Regions from separate parts of the Muntiacus reevesi genome. Here regions 1 and 3 are each linked to region 2. A link is a contact called in public Hi-C data. All regions are on one chromosome and are shown on one strand. The core of a region is the stretch at or near the end of the contact, and the rest is flanking DNA. Distances in the headings are between cores, read along the strand shown.

Evidence for each region. A called contact is a pair of places that touch in the nucleus more often than the background predicts.
Region 1: a contact with region 2 is called in a Hi-C map of blood, with 4 times the contacts expected there. The contact joins the promoter of PHF1 here to the promoter of LOC136151588 in region 2. A contact is called at or near these places in 2 of 3 Hi-C or Micro-C datasets (blood and muscle).
Region 3: a contact with region 2 is called in a Hi-C map of blood, with 4 times the contacts expected there. The contact joins the promoter of MLN here to the promoter of LOC136151588 in region 2. A contact is called at or near these places in 2 of 3 Hi-C or Micro-C datasets (blood and muscle).

What each region holds. Positions count from the first base shown.
Region 1 is chr20:9,684,812-9,689,350 of mMunRee1.1, forward strand. It overlaps PHF1 (PHD finger protein 1), which reads left to right and starts at 2,828. Exons shown (of 15, transcript XM_065913006.1): 1 at 2,828-3,051; 2 at 3,794-3,968; 3 at 4,052-4,133; 4 at 4,235-4,330. The coding sequence starts at 3,810. It overlaps KIFC1 (kinesin family member C1), which reads left to right. Exons shown (of 11, transcript XM_065912992.1): 11 at 1,604-1,695. The coding sequence ends at 1,648.
Region 2 is chr20:9,813,579-9,818,427 of mMunRee1.1, forward strand. It overlaps LOC136151588 (gametogenetin-binding protein 1-like), which reads left to right and starts at 3,252. Exons shown (of 6, transcript XM_065912832.1): 1 at 3,252-3,703; 2 at 4,530-4,639. The coding sequence starts at 3,252. It overlaps BAK1 (BCL2 antagonist/killer 1), which reads right to left and starts at 2,195. Exons shown (of 6, transcript XM_065912997.1): 1 at 1,946-2,195; 2 at 1-27. The coding sequence starts at 17.
Region 3 is chr20:10,017,378-10,022,064 of mMunRee1.1, forward strand. It overlaps MLN (motilin), which reads right to left and starts at 1,921. Exons shown (of 6, transcript XM_065913287.1): 1 at 1,805-1,921. The coding sequence starts at 1,921. It overlaps TRNAD-GUC (transfer RNA aspartic acid (anticodon GUC)), which reads left to right and starts at 903; the gene lies at 903-975.

The sequences.
Region 1 (4,539 bases), core at 1,578-4,077, 130 kb before region 2:
AGGGATTGAACCCGGGTCTCCCTCATTGTAGGCAGATGCTTTACCGTCTGAGCCACCAGGGAAATCAATTAAAGTTCTACCAACATCATTAATACCCAACAACGTGAACTCTTTGACATCCTCTAATACCCAGTTTATGTTAAATTTCCCCTGATTGTCTCAAATGCCTTTTATACATTAGGGTTTGTTCCATTCAGGATCAAAGCAAGGACCACCCTTTTAATTTAGTTGAAATGGTCTTTTGAGTTTCTTTTAATCTGTAATAATCTCACCCCCAGATTTATTTGTTGAAGAAGTGGAGTGATTTGTCCTATAGAACATATATTCTAGATTTTGGCGGGTTGCTTCCTCTTTCCTCCATAATTTTTGTTTTCTTGTAATTAGGTTTGGAGGCTTGATTTGAATCAGATTCAAATTTCTTGGCAAGAAAATTTAAATAGTATGATACATTTTATTGCATCATATCAGGAGGCACCTAGTATCGAGTTGTTCCATTTTTCCCCCTCCCCCTAGTTGTATCACCTTTAATGATATAAAAATTGATCACTGGACTTGGGTAATATCAGCCCGATCTATCCATTTAAAAACTCCCTTCAACTTTCTCCCCTAATGATTTTGTCAGCGATGCTATCTAGATCTATTGTTTGTTGTTGTTTAGTCACTATGTCCAACTCTGTAGTCCACCTGGCTGCTCTGTCCATGGGATTTTCCAGACAAGAATATTGAAGTGGGTTGCCATGTCCTTCTCCAGTGGTTGAACCCACCTCTCCTGCATTGGCAGGCAGTTCTTTGCCACTAAGCCACCATGGAAGCCCCAGATCTATTATTAGGGAGTTTTAAAATGGTGATTTTCTAATTTTCTCAGCTGTTCTACATTTATTAATCATAATTCTTGAGAACTCTCCTTGTCATCTGTTCTGAAATTCTGAAATTGGTTATTCTATTCTGGTTATTCTGAAATGCAGTCCATATAGGTAAGATGGGATAAATGCTAGATTCTTCATCAATTTTCACTATTGTAAGTTGGTATCTTGGCAACTTCCAAAGATGACCAGTGAGTTTTTATGCAAGAGATAACATCTTATACTTTTGGTATATATCCTTTGAAGTCATTTTTCTTTCTGATATTCAAATTGCCCGCCTTTGGCCAGTGGAAGCTCCAACTTGGCTCCTGTGCCCTTTAGACAAGTTCCCAGTAGTCCTTTCTCCGGATTCATCTTGTACATTTCCGGCCCTAGACTGAGGATCATTAATTTTCTAAGGAGCTTTGGTTCTTTTATGTTTTATGTTTATGTTGCCGTGTTATCTAGCTTATTGAGCATTAGTGGTGGGAGGGCTGTGGGATTGTCTAGAAAGAGAAGTGCCTCTCTCTGCTCCTGTGAGGAGCTTCTGTCCTTTCTCTGGCCTTTCCCCCTCTTTCACATCTAGTGTGCCCAGTGGGCGTGGGAGAACTGAGACCAGCCTGAACCTGCTTTCAGAGCCTTTATTTCAGGATTCTGAGGGCAGCCCTAATACTGAGGGTTCAGAGGTGATTTGGGGAAAACTTCGTTTGGTTGCTCTGAAAACTTTTTTTGTACTGTTTGTCTAAATCCCCTGCCCGCAGGTGAACCAGTGTGTCATTGGCACTGCCCAGGCCAACAAGAAATGAAGATGGATCTAGATTGTGTGTGTGTGTATGTGTGAGGCACACGGTGGGGGTGGGGTGGGGTGGTGGTGCTTTATTGGGAGGGGGCGCTGATACCTGGGCCTATCAAATAAAGAAGAGAATTTTTGTTGTTTTTAAATAAAGGTTTTATTAGCGGTTGCCCAATAAGGGGGATATTTGTCATATCCATGAAGATGGGAGCTGTGGCTCTTCCATTCTGCCAAACGTCAGTGTTTCACGGGGACAGGGCTTTGGCTTTTCTAACGGGTCACCCCAGAGTCAGGGTAGCCCCTCTCCCCGCTCCCGTCCCTGTCCACGTCCTGAGGTGTGCGCACCAGGTGTCCGTCACTAGTTCCTCTTCCTCCGCCACAAGCCACCCTCGCCCGGGGCAGGAACTCGGTGAGTGCGGGAAGGTGGGAGTCCGGGGCGGGACCGGCGCGCCCGCCCACAAGCTGCGGGGTCTCTCCTCCCGCTTTTTCTCTGCCTTCCCTTTCGAACCGCCGGGGCTAGCTCCGCCCGCCGCCATTGGCTGGCTCTCGGCGGCGTCACCGCCTCGGTACTAGCTCTAGTCGGTGCACCCGCCTTGCCCGCGCGGGGCGGGGCGCACGGGCTAACTCCCTCGCGCCAACCGCCGAGGGCCGCCGCCCCGTCAGAGGAGGGCTGGGTCTTCCCAGGTGCCGCGCGCGCGGGAGGGGTCGCGCGTGCGCAGAGGCGCGGCGACGGTGGGCGGGGGTGGGGGCAACTAGCTCCGGGGAGGGCGGGGCCGGGGCAAAGGCGGGAGGGGGCGGGGCCCGCGGGGCGGGGGCCATGGGACGGGTGAATGGAGGGCGGGGTCGTGAACTAGAGCGCGGGGCGGGGCCCGGAGTGACCCTGCGGGGCGGGGGGCAGTTAACGGATGTGGCGCGGGGCGGGGGCCCGGCCGGCGGCCTAGCGGGGGATTCCCTCCTGCCCCGAGGGCAGGCCTCCCTCCGGAGGAAGGGGCTGCGGGGATTCCCTCTCCCGCCGGGTCCGAGAGCCCGTCCTCCCCATCCGCGGAGACGCTCCGGCTCCCTCCACGCCCTCCAGGCCCGCTGGAGGTGAGGGAGGTGGGGTGAGGAGGTGCCCGCCCCCCCCCCGACTCCTCCTTCCCCCCGGCCCTCCCCTCCCTCCACCCTCCCCCCGAGCCGGTTTGTCCCTCCCCTCCCCTCCCCTCCTTCCCCCCGCCGCCTCCTCCTGCCGCTGCCGCTGCTTTGGCTGCTGCGTCATACGCCCCAGAGCCGCCCGGACGGAGGGGCTGGGCCTGGGGACCCCCCGGTCTCTGCCTGCACGCCCCCCCGACGCCCAGCCGTGCCCTCCCCGCGCGGGGGTTTCACCTCAGTCTCCCACGTCTGCCTCTGCCCGGCGCCCGGCGGCCCCAGCTGTCACTGGTAAGGAGGCGGCGGGAGGCGCCCGTGGGGGGGCAGGGAGCCGGGGGTCGGCGCGCAGGGCGCGGGCGGGAGAGCCGCGCCGCCCGGGCGGCGGGTCGGGCTGGGCCGACTCAAGTCCCCTCTCGGACTCGCCGTCGTGGGGAGAAGAGACCCGGACTGGGACACGCCCCCCTCCCGGGGCACTCAGGGAAGTTATCTAACCCGGGGGCAGGGAGCCCCGAATTTGAGGGTGACCTGACATAACCTAGCACCAAGATGATTGTTCTGAATGAGACACAGGGGCCCAGGAGGCAACCTTTTCCACTCTGGAAAACATCTCCAGAAAAAGCTCCCGAAACACATCTCTGGAACACAGCACCCCAATTATAATACCACTATAAACAGTGGTAGAAGGTGATACTGGAAACTGAGTGGTAACCTTTGCCTCTGCAACCGTCGTTTCTGCTAAAATCTCAAGGCCAGGATACAACATCCCAGGGGAGCTCTGGAAGCTGGGAAACTAGAGAACTAGGTTGGTGGTGTGGCGGGGACGGCTGGGAGAAGAGAGCCTGTGGTGCTCTTTTGGGAGAGCCGGAGTCAGGAAGACCGGAAGAGGTGCCCAGTGGGTTTCCTACCCAGGTGTCTCAGGGAAATGGAGGCTGGGCACACCTGCTCAAGTCTTTTGACAGAAAAACAGGCAAAGAAAATGGGGGCTAGTTCCTCAATATTCGTAACTTTCTCCTATCGTCTCATTTCTAACTAGGCCCCCCCAGGATGCAATGGCACAGCCCCCCCGGCTGAGCCGCTCTGGTGCCCCCCCACTTTGGGACCCAGCTTCCCCTGCTCCCACCTCAGGCCCTCGGCCTCGACTTTGGGAGGGTCAAGATGTGCTGGCCAGATGGACAGATGGGCTGCTATACTTGGGGACCATCAAAAAGGTGAGCCTTCTGACCTGTCACCTTTTCTCATTCCCCTTATCTAGTCTGATTCCTGTTCCATCTTCTGTGCTCGCCCATTCCAGGTGGACAGTGCTCGGGAGGTATGTCTGGTTCAGTTTGAGGATGATTCCCAGTTTCTGGTTCTATGGAAAGACATTAGCCCTGGTGAGAAGCCTGAGAGTATGGATCCCATGGAAAACAAGCCTGGCATGGGGGACAGAAAGGGGCTGGAGGACAAAGCCCTCTGACACTCTGTTCTCTCACAGCGGCCCTCCCTGGGGAGGAGCTCCTCTGCTGTGTATGTCGCTCTGAAACTGTGGTCCCTGGGAACCGGCTGGTCAGCTGTGAGAAGTGTCGCCATGGTGGGTGAGAGGGCAGGACACCTGAATGGTCCAGCTTGCCCTGGGTCTGCCAGGGTGCCTCTGACCCTTCCTTCCAGCACTGGTCCTTATACTACCTGTCCTGGTCTGAGTGCCCAAGCCACTGCTCTGGTCAGTCTCCACAAGCCTGTAACCTCACTCCCTTCCAGCACAGGAGAGGCGGCCTTGGGTTGGGATGTATGAACTCTGCA
Region 2 (4,849 bases), core at 2,002-4,501:
CCTTGTCCGGAAGCCATTCCTCAGGTCCTGGGGAGAAGAGGAGTGTCAGACTGTTGGGGGTAGATAGGAAAGCAGAGATGGGACAGGGGCTCCGGCAGTCCGTGGAGGTGTGGAGGGCCGCCTCCAGAAAGACCCACTGACCCAAGAACTTATCACTTCACTGGCGGCTCTTCAAGGAAGACTGGGGCTGAGGAAGGCCAGGCAGCCAAGACTCCCCCCACCGGGGACCAGCCCAGGCCCTGGGGCGGGGAGGCCACAGAGGTGGCCAAGCGGCTGTCTCGTCACGTCTTACCCCACTCTGGGCCGGGGAGGCGGGTTTCAGAGGTGGGGTTTCCTTCCGGGGCCGCTGGGGCCCCCTGCACCCTATCCAGTCCATGCTCACCGCAGACTCGCCACCTTCCAGCCAGTGACCCTGAAGGCCGTCCCCGAAGGTCCCACTCCCCCCCGCCTAGTCAGAGCACACCTGTTCTCCAACTCGGGCCTGTTAGCCGCACACAGCTCGCGAGCGCCTCTGGTGCCCTCCTCACACGTGCGGGAGGAGGCAGGGTGGGCACCGTCATGCCCACTGCACAGGTGGGAAAACTGAGGCACAAGGAAGGCCCCAGGCCGCAGGGCTAGTCAAGCCGTCAGGGCGACCTGAATTTCCACACGCTTCCATTCTCTCCTCGGCACTCATGTCAGACTTGCTTCCCAGTCTGTGGGGCCTCAGAGCGGCTCCTTTGCAGGGCCGCCTTCCCTGCCAGTGTCGGTCTCTGCCCTTGCCCCGCCTGCCTAGCAGGTGGCTGAGGAAGCCACGTGTACCCCTCGCCCTCCTGTCTCCGGCCCCCGTTTTCCCCCTTTGCCGGGTTCTGACCACAGCCCCTGGAGGCTCAGTGAACCCTGGGCAGCGCAAGTATTTCCTGGACATAAGCTGTTTCACTTTCAGTTTGCACGCTCCTCATTGCCCCGCGCCCCAAAGCTGCCTCCATCACCCAGGCGGGAAGCCCCCCTCCTCCCGTCACTCGGGAGGGCCCAGCCCAGGCCCAACACATATGCCGCCCTCTCCTCCCAGGGAGGGCCGGTGTACCCCCTCCTCCCTGGGAGGGCCCGTGGACCATATACCCTCCCCCCTCAGGCCTGGGGCCATTTTCCAAAGGGCCTCAGGAGAAGGGTGGGGAGGGTCCACCTGTGTGCCCCACCCTTCACTGTCAAAGGGGCAGGGACAGGGAGAAGGGAGAAGGAACCTCTCCTACGGCCCACGGTCCCCCGCCTGCTTAAGACAGAACTTTGCTTGGCACCCCGCATCCTAGAAGCTGCTTCCCGAACAAGGCGCCTTTCTCCCTCCCTTGGTACCCAAACTCGGTGCCCCCCAGGACATCATCAGGGCGGAAGGATGCTAACTGCACCTCGATTCCCTTTCCCACTACCCCTGGGGCTCACCGCTGGTGATAATGTGGAGCCTTGGAACTCGCCCCAGGGCCAGAGGCCTGAGTCGACCCGGGACTTCCTCTGCCCCCATCCAAGTGGCCTGACTTCCTGGTGGGGAGAGTCCGCTGTGCCCCAGCTTTTGGGTTTGCCAGGCCCAGGATGCTGCTGGAGTTGGGGGGAAGGGGGCAGATCCTGACCTGGGCTTAGGACTCCTGGGGCAGCAGGAAGCACTGTGAACGATCTCCCGCCGCCCTTGACCTTGACTCTGACCTCCACTCCCATCCCCCAGACTGCTAAAGAACCTGGCTCTTTGGCACACGATTCTCCGGCAGCCAGAGCCAGGGCAAGAGGGGACGCCGCCTGAGGGGCAGCCCGAGGGAGCCCCGGCTGGATCGGGCCACCTTCGAGGGTTGGTGGAGCTGCCCGGGCAAGCTTCGCGGCATCCCCCTCCCCAGCGGGCTCCCCAGGGGCTCCCTGCCTCACCTCGGGCCTGGGGCTGCCCAGGGAGGGGGGCATGGGCAGGACTGTCCCGGCTTACCTCCCTGGACCCTGACCCAGGCCCGGGATGGCCCAGCGGGGCGGAGGCCAGAGATCCTGAGGGGCCAGGGACTGCTCCCAGGGTCGGGTCCCCAGGCCTGGCTTCCAGGAAGGGGTGTCAGTGGATCCCCGGTGTCTGGAGTGCAGCCTCTGCCGGTCCCAGCGCGGCCCTAGGGACCCGCGGGGCTGCGGCGATCATAGAGGTGCCAGCGGCTCCCGGCTCCCATCAGCTCCCTCTAGAGGAAGTAGCTCAGTGGCCGCCGGATGCGAAGCCACAGCCCGTGGCCTGAGGCGGGTCTGGGCTCCGCAGGGGAAAGCAGCCTCCCTCCTCCACCCCCACGGCTTTTCCCCCACCCTGATTCCCGGTCCTCCTTCTTGGTCTGTCCCCTGCTCCCTTCCCTCAGTGTCAGTAAAACAGCCAGGATGGGGAGGCTCCTTGAGCTCCACCCACTGTGTGCCAGGCACTTTAAAAGCCCTTGGGAGGGACTTCCCTGGTGGTCCAGTGGCTAAGAGGGAAGTCTGGGTTCGATCCCTGGTCAGGGAACTAGAGCCCACATGCAGCAACTAAGAGTTCACGTGCTGAACTCAGACACAGTGAAGCCAAATGAATAAATATAAAAATAAATAAATAAGAGCACTTTGGAACAACCCTGGGAAGTTGGTGCAGCGGGCCACACCCATCTTACAGGGGAACAAACTGAGGCTGGACTGGCTTAAGGAACCTCTCCCGAGGTCACTGAGATGGGTTTATAATCAGGTCTCCAGGAATAATACTGAGATTCAGCGTGCAGTTAAGACAGTGTGCCAGGCGCCTACCTTGGTGGTCTCCACAGGGGAAATGTGACGTCACCCTGAGTGTGACCGGCAGGCGTGCAGGAAGGAGGGCACGGGGTGGGGGGGGCCGTGCCAGCTGGGAGGGGAGGGGAAGGACATCCACCGGCTGCGGGGAATGAGTGTATCCCAAGGACGGCAGGGCCGCAGGGGAAGGACAGGAGGGGAGGAGAAAGCCCTGGGCTGCCCTGGACCCCATCCTCAGAGCTAGGGTTCCTCGGGACTGCTCTGCCTGCCCCCCCACTGTCTCCTGGGGCCTCCCCAACCCCCCCAAGCCCCCACCCCAGCTGGCTCCCCAGGCCTTGTCAAACCCCTGCCCACTCTGCTCCCAACGAATGCCCCCCCCCTGCCCCCACCTTCTAGAACTCCTGGAAGTTTCCAACTGGAGGTTTTCAATTTGAAAACCCCCTTCTGTTCTTAAGCAGTTGGTCCTGTGGTGGCTGCTGCGGCCGCTCCAAGTCAGGGACCCTCTCAGGATGGAGGCCCCTGCTTCAGGCCCTCGACCCCGAATTTTGGGCCGCTCCTCCATGTTCTGCTTTTTCCGAAGCTTGGTGGGCAGCAAGCGCAGCCCGAAGAGCTCAGACAAGGCCCCGCGGAAGGGGTTGAGGGGGCAGGACGCCGTCCTCTTGATGACCAACCGTCACCGTCGGGGATGACCTGCGTGGAGGGAGTCCAGGCCTCCCACCAGGCTGACCTGCGCCCGCCCTGGGGCCCTGCCGCGGCCCAGCCCCTCGAGACTGGAGAGGGGGAACCCAGGGCCCCAGACCTCCCCAGCCGCAGAGGTCGTGAGGGTCGTGGCTCAGAGCGTAGAGGTGAAGCCAGTCCTGCCCAGAGGAAGCCAGGAGGTGCTGGACCACTTGTCTGAGCTGGAGGAGAGGGAAGAGGCGGCCACAGGGGAGGCCTCAGGGAATACGGGGACTTCAGAAAGGTGAGGGGCTGGGCCGGGGATGGAGGAGCTGGGGGGAGTCAGGGTGTCAGGAGGGAGGAGGACGTGGGCCTGAGGTTTGAGGACCCGAACTGGGGACAGACCAGGGGCTTCCCTGGTAGCTCAACTGCTAAAGAACCCACATGCAAGGCAGGAGACCCCTGTCTGATTCCTGGGTCGGGAAGATCCCCTGGAGAAGGAATAGGCTACCCACTCCAGTATTCTTGGACTTCCCCGGTGGCTCAGCCAGTAAAGAATTCACCTGCCACGTGGGAGACCTGGGTTCGATCCCTGGGTTGGGAAGATCCCCTGGAGAAGGGAAAGGCTACCCACTCCAGTATTCTGGCCTGGAGAATTCCATGGACTGTAAAGTCCATGGGGTCGCAGAGTTGGACACGACTGAGCTACTTTCACTATCAGGAATGGACTTCTTGGGTGGGCAGAGGACTGGGTGGGCATGGTTGTTCACATCAAAGTGGAGAGGAACCTGGAGATGACAGAGGGAGGCTGAGACGGGGGTCCTCCTGCAAGTGAGGGGTTGTGGATAGGGGCACCGAAAAGACAAGGGTATAGGCCAGGGGCTAGGAAAGGTGCATGTGGGGTGAGTTGGGCCTCCCATCACTTCCCAGCTCCTTGCTGGGCCCCTCCCCTCCTCCCTGCTTTTGAGGGGATCATCCTCCTCTCTGATGAATACCCCAGAGGGCAGAGCAGAGAGCAGTGGGGAGCAGGGGGTTGGAGGAGCTGCGCAGGGCCTTGGTGGGGGTTTGGGACCTTCACCACCTCTCTGGGCCCTGCCTGCCACCCCCATCTGACTGTGCTCTGGGGTCAGGGGCCACTCTGCCCAGGCCTTGGTGGTGGAACTGGGATGCGTGCTGAGTGCCGTGGGGCCACTGGAGTTCAGCCCCGAGGCCTCCAGGGAGGAGGAGTGTCTGCTTGATGGTGAGTGCGGTGGCCACAGGCCCCGGGGGACGGCCGGGGCATCGGGCTGGGGAGGATGCGGGGCAGTCTGAGCAGAGCTGGATCCCAGTGCCACTCGGCCCAGGCGGTGTGAGGGCGGCAAGTCGCTCAGCCTTTGTGCATCTCAGTTTCCCCATCTGTAGAATGGGAGCATGATAGCACTCCTGTCAGAGGGCATTAGCAAGGATTAAG
Region 3 (4,687 bases), core at 671-3,170, 200 kb after region 2:
ACTCACCCTCTCTCAACCACTCGTGGCCCTCTGGGGTTTCTATTCGGAGTGCTAAGGGGCCTGACCCCCCACCCCGCACAGGCCAAAAGAACCCCCTTTCCCAGGCATCTCTCTCCCAGGGCGTCTCAGACACCCGGTGATTTCACACCGTCCTTGGATTTGCCCACCGCCAAGTCAACCCAAAGAGGAATCCTTCCTTTGTAGTTCAAACATCACACCCAGGTTGTTACTGTTAATTAAGTTAACATGCTAAAAATAATGGCCACCCTTCCTGCATATTAAGTATGAAAATGTGTTTTTCATAGCAAAGAGCCTATAAAAAAAGACGGCAAGACGACCCAGCCTGTGAGGGCGCCATGGGGTGGCCCAGAAACTGGAGTCCCTGGGAGGTGATTTATAAGAGGCAAGACAAGGAGATGAATTATGGAGAAAGGAGTCTGCAGCTTCTTCATAAAAATCCCGGTGCCTGGCAATAACGAGGAGGAAACCACGGAGCAGATAAATGCCAAGCACCCTCTCGCTGCCATTTTGCCAGTTCGTGTAGCACCGAATTAGGCTCTTTCTGTCCAGCCTCTCATCTTGCCAGGCATCCTGCTTGCCAGGCCCCCGGGCACTGAAGTCAGACACAGCCTGTTTCTTTGGTTTCTCTGAGGATGTTCTGGGGGTTCAGTTCTGGGCCTGCCCGGGGCAGCGGTGATGCTGGGACAGTCGGTCATCTTCTCCGCAGAGGGAACCAAGTGATAGGTGGGTGGAGGTAGGTTTAGGGGATCTGCTGCATCTCTTTGCAGCCCACTGTGTTTTCTCCTCCCCTGAAGGGGAGCTGGGTCCAGCCTGGCCCCTGTAAAGCCACATGGTCCACATAAAAAAAATCTAGAAAAAAAAAATTAAGAGAAACGGGGAATTCCCTGGTGGTCCAGTGGTTAGGACTCTGCCCTGTCATTGCCGAGGGCCTGGGTTCAATCCCTGGTCAGGGAACTAAGATCCCACAAGCTGTGCAGCACAGCCAATAAAGAGAAAAGAGATCAAGAGACAAAAGTGGAAAGGCACTCAGAACTCCATGACATCTAAGGTAAAAGGCCCAAGGAGGTGGGTCCAGCAGCCCAGTTTTCCACAGGCCCTACCACCTAGGTTCCACTAAGCCGGCCCTGTTTTCTTCTCGGTTCTAAAGAGAAGAAGGCTTTGGCTGCCACTCCCTAGAAAAGTACCTTCTTTTCCTGCTTTAACGTTTGTGCCCACCTGTCCATCCTTCTCTCTCGGGGACCCCAGAGCAGGTTCCCCTCTTCTTCACCAGCCCACCGTGTTTTCTGCTCCCCTGAAGTCAGTGCATACTGTCAGCATCACTTCTGGACAATTAATCATGTCCTGTCTTGTGACATCTCCCCGCTTGGTTTTCTATCATGAGTGAATTTTTCATGTTGGCTCCCGAGCCAGCTCCTTGAGGATGGGAGGTTCTGAGATTTCCTTGTGTGCCTGACCTCTCACCCAGGGTGCCCCTCTGTGCTGCAGAGATGCTCTGCAAATATTTATTGGCTTGTTAATTGAAAACTTCCTCCGAAAGGATGGGCAGGGGTAGGAAAAGATGTCACCTGTGGGAGCCACTGACACCTTTGTGGTACTGCTGAAGGAGTGAAGGTGGCTGGGGGGATGGCTGGAGCCTGGGGTTATCTGGAGTTCTTCAGGCTCACCTCTGTGTCTCTGGCATATCTGATTAAACGTGGGTTTTCTGAAAGGATGCTTGTCGTTGAGCAGGCTTGTGGGTCACCTTGGCCACACTGGGGAGGCGGGCAGCCTGGGAATATCTTACCTGCATCCTCTGGACTTCGCCGTAGGTGAAGATGGGAACAAAGGCCTCTGTCTGGGAGGCCAGCATGGCGGCTGCATGCACTACCAGGAGGACGGCCGTGGCCTTGCGGGACAGCATTCTGGAGCTGGACAATGACAGGGAGCCCCTGTCACCCAGTGTAGGGCTCAGGGACAGACCACTGCATTGAAGGCCGGCGCCCTCAGCTCTGGTCCATGCCCCACCTGGGCCTGTGTGATCTTGAGCAAGCTGCTTACCTCTCTGGATTTGGGCCTGGTGTGGGGTTGTACCAGAGGAGCTCAGAGCCCCTTCTCTGCCCCAAGTCCCCGAGAGAGGCCACCCTGTCCCCTGCCCACACCAGAAAAGAATCATCCCACTTGTTGGCCCTTCCCTTTGTTACTGGGGAGGTCTTCTGGGGTCAGCTGGGCTAATGAAGCAGGAGCAACCCCATATTGCCAATAAAAAAATCTTAGATTATCAGTAGAAGCAAGTCCCAAGATCCAGAGAGCCCTGCCTGCTCCCTGAGCCAATTAGGATAAGAGGGATGGATCCAGGCCCATCCGGTCCTGCCTGGTGGTATCAGGCCAAGACCCCAGGTCTAGAGAGGGAGGGTTTGAGACCCTCTGCCCAGGTGGAGCAGAGCCGGATGAAAAACTCCAGCTTGGAGCCCCACAGAAGAGCAGGGAAGGGTCCCCGCCCCTCTGAGCCGGCGCTGGCTCTCAAGCAAGCGGCTCCACAGCTCCAGCAAGTCTAGCCGCCTGCGGGCCGCCATCTAGAAACAACCTCCTTCCTGTAACCCTCCCCCGACACATATCCAGTGCTGGCAAGGTGCCAGCGTTAAGAGCGAGCCCGAAACATCCCAGAAGTGGGTGTGTCGGGAATGGCTGGCGGACCAAGACCGCCAGGGAACAGGTGGGCGTGGGGACCCCAGGAGTGCAGAGCTGAGAAAGGGGCGGGGTCAGAGTGGTGCTGGGGCCGGGGCGTGGCCTGCGGGGCGTGGCCCCCTCTGGTTGATTCCTTCCACCAGCACAGGGGGGTCCCATTCCAAGCCGTCTCCCACACCCTCCTCACACCAGCCTGGGAGCAGGTGTGATCGGGGAGGGGAGGAAACCTGCGAAGGTGAAGGGACCCACTTGAAGGCAGTAGGGGCTAGAGGCCGGCCCTTCTGAGGCCTGGTGCGCGTGGCCTCTGCCCACAGAAGGGGGAGGCACCGCAGGGGGCAGGACCCCCGAGCGGGGAGGGGAGGCCGGGGGCAGCCTCTGCTGCAGCAGTGGTGGGGGGATACAGGGTTCAGATTAGGAGCTTCTGGGGCTCAACTCGGGGTTCCCACAGCCCTTGGGCGGACTGGATTCCATTGGGAGGAGAGGGTCCTACCCCTGACTGGCCCCTGAGCTTCCCTTTGGCTCCGACTTCGACCCTCCCTTTGGAGAGAATCTTCCAAGGCTGCGGGCTTGCACCTTGCCTCTCCACCAGGGCCCGTCTCCTCGGTCATCTGAAGGGCCCCCTGCCTTCTCACTCTCTTGCCGCCCCGTCCTGCATGGTCTCCCGGTGTTGCTAAACTCCAAGAACGAGAACAGAAGGGCTCAGATGGCCAACGCCTGCCATTCTAGGGGGGTGGGAAGGACCACCCACCCGCTGAAGACCGCCTCTCAGAAGCCGAGGCCCCATGCTCTGTTGAGGGGACAGGGCGCGGTGAGGAGGGGGGCTTCGAATTGCAGACCTCCTCCCCTTGCTGCAGGGTCTCTGGGCCCCGCTCCCTCGAGCAGGACCCCGCTGTATCACACGGCTGGTGCTTCATTTCCTTTGTGGAGCGGCTACGGATCTCTTTCCATTCTGGTGTTCACGTTTAATTCACTCCATCAGAATCAATAAAAACGTTAAATAAGAAGGTGAACATCCAATTGCTGCTCACTTTCGTGATCCAACTGGCAGCTGGCGTGTCACCTACGTTTGTTTGCGTTCTGGCCGCTCAGGGTGGGAGCGAGAGCTTTTTCACTGTAGGATGAGCTGCTGACTTTGCCTTTTTCCATCCCTGCGGCTGGGGCTCAAGCGCTTTTGCCAAGGGGTCGGTGGTCTCTTCTTCCTGCTGGTCTTGTCCAGCCACCGACTCTCCTGAGGGCCCCAGCTCTTTTGTTAGCTTCCCAGAGCCCAGGCTCCACGCCGGGCGGGCCGACCCTGCATCCGAGCTGGTCCCTGGCTTGGGTTCCCGGCCTGCAGTTGATGACCAGGTCTCTAGGCAGCTTCTTTTTTGCCGGGATTTGTACCCCCCACTCCACCTCCAGCCCTGCCCGCTGTGTGCGGCTTTACCCGGCGCTCGGTCTGCAGCCCAGGAAGGTACTAAAATGTGACAGAGACCCGCAGGAACAGTGGGCTCACCCCAGAGAGCTCTGGACTCAGCGGGCTCGCGCACACCCCATCTTTGGGCTCAGGCTGACCACTCCCCACCCCCTTCTCTGGCTACTCACAGTGCACGTGCGGTCTGAGTGGGCCGGGCAGCTCTCTCTGCTTGTCTGCTGGTCCAGCTGGTCCCACTGGCCCTTATATACCTCCTGTCCCCCCCTTAGAGTCCATTAACCTTTGGCCAAACCTTTGGATGCTCTGGATGAGGAGTCTGGATTCCTGGAGCTCGTAGAAACAGCGGGCAGGGCTTGGGCATGTCAGCCTTTCCTGGAAGGCCTTTTCCTCAGGGGGCAGTCAGGGTGCGGTGCAGGCCAGCCCCCACCCGGATGGTACCCTCCTGTCCACTGAGAACTCACCTGACGCTCAGAGGGTCATTTTAATGAAAGCGCTTTCTTTTTTTCATTACTTAAATATATAATGTTGCTGAGCGTCTCCAGGCGACTTCAGTGATCAGATTCTCTGTCGGCCTGTCAGAGCACTGTACTA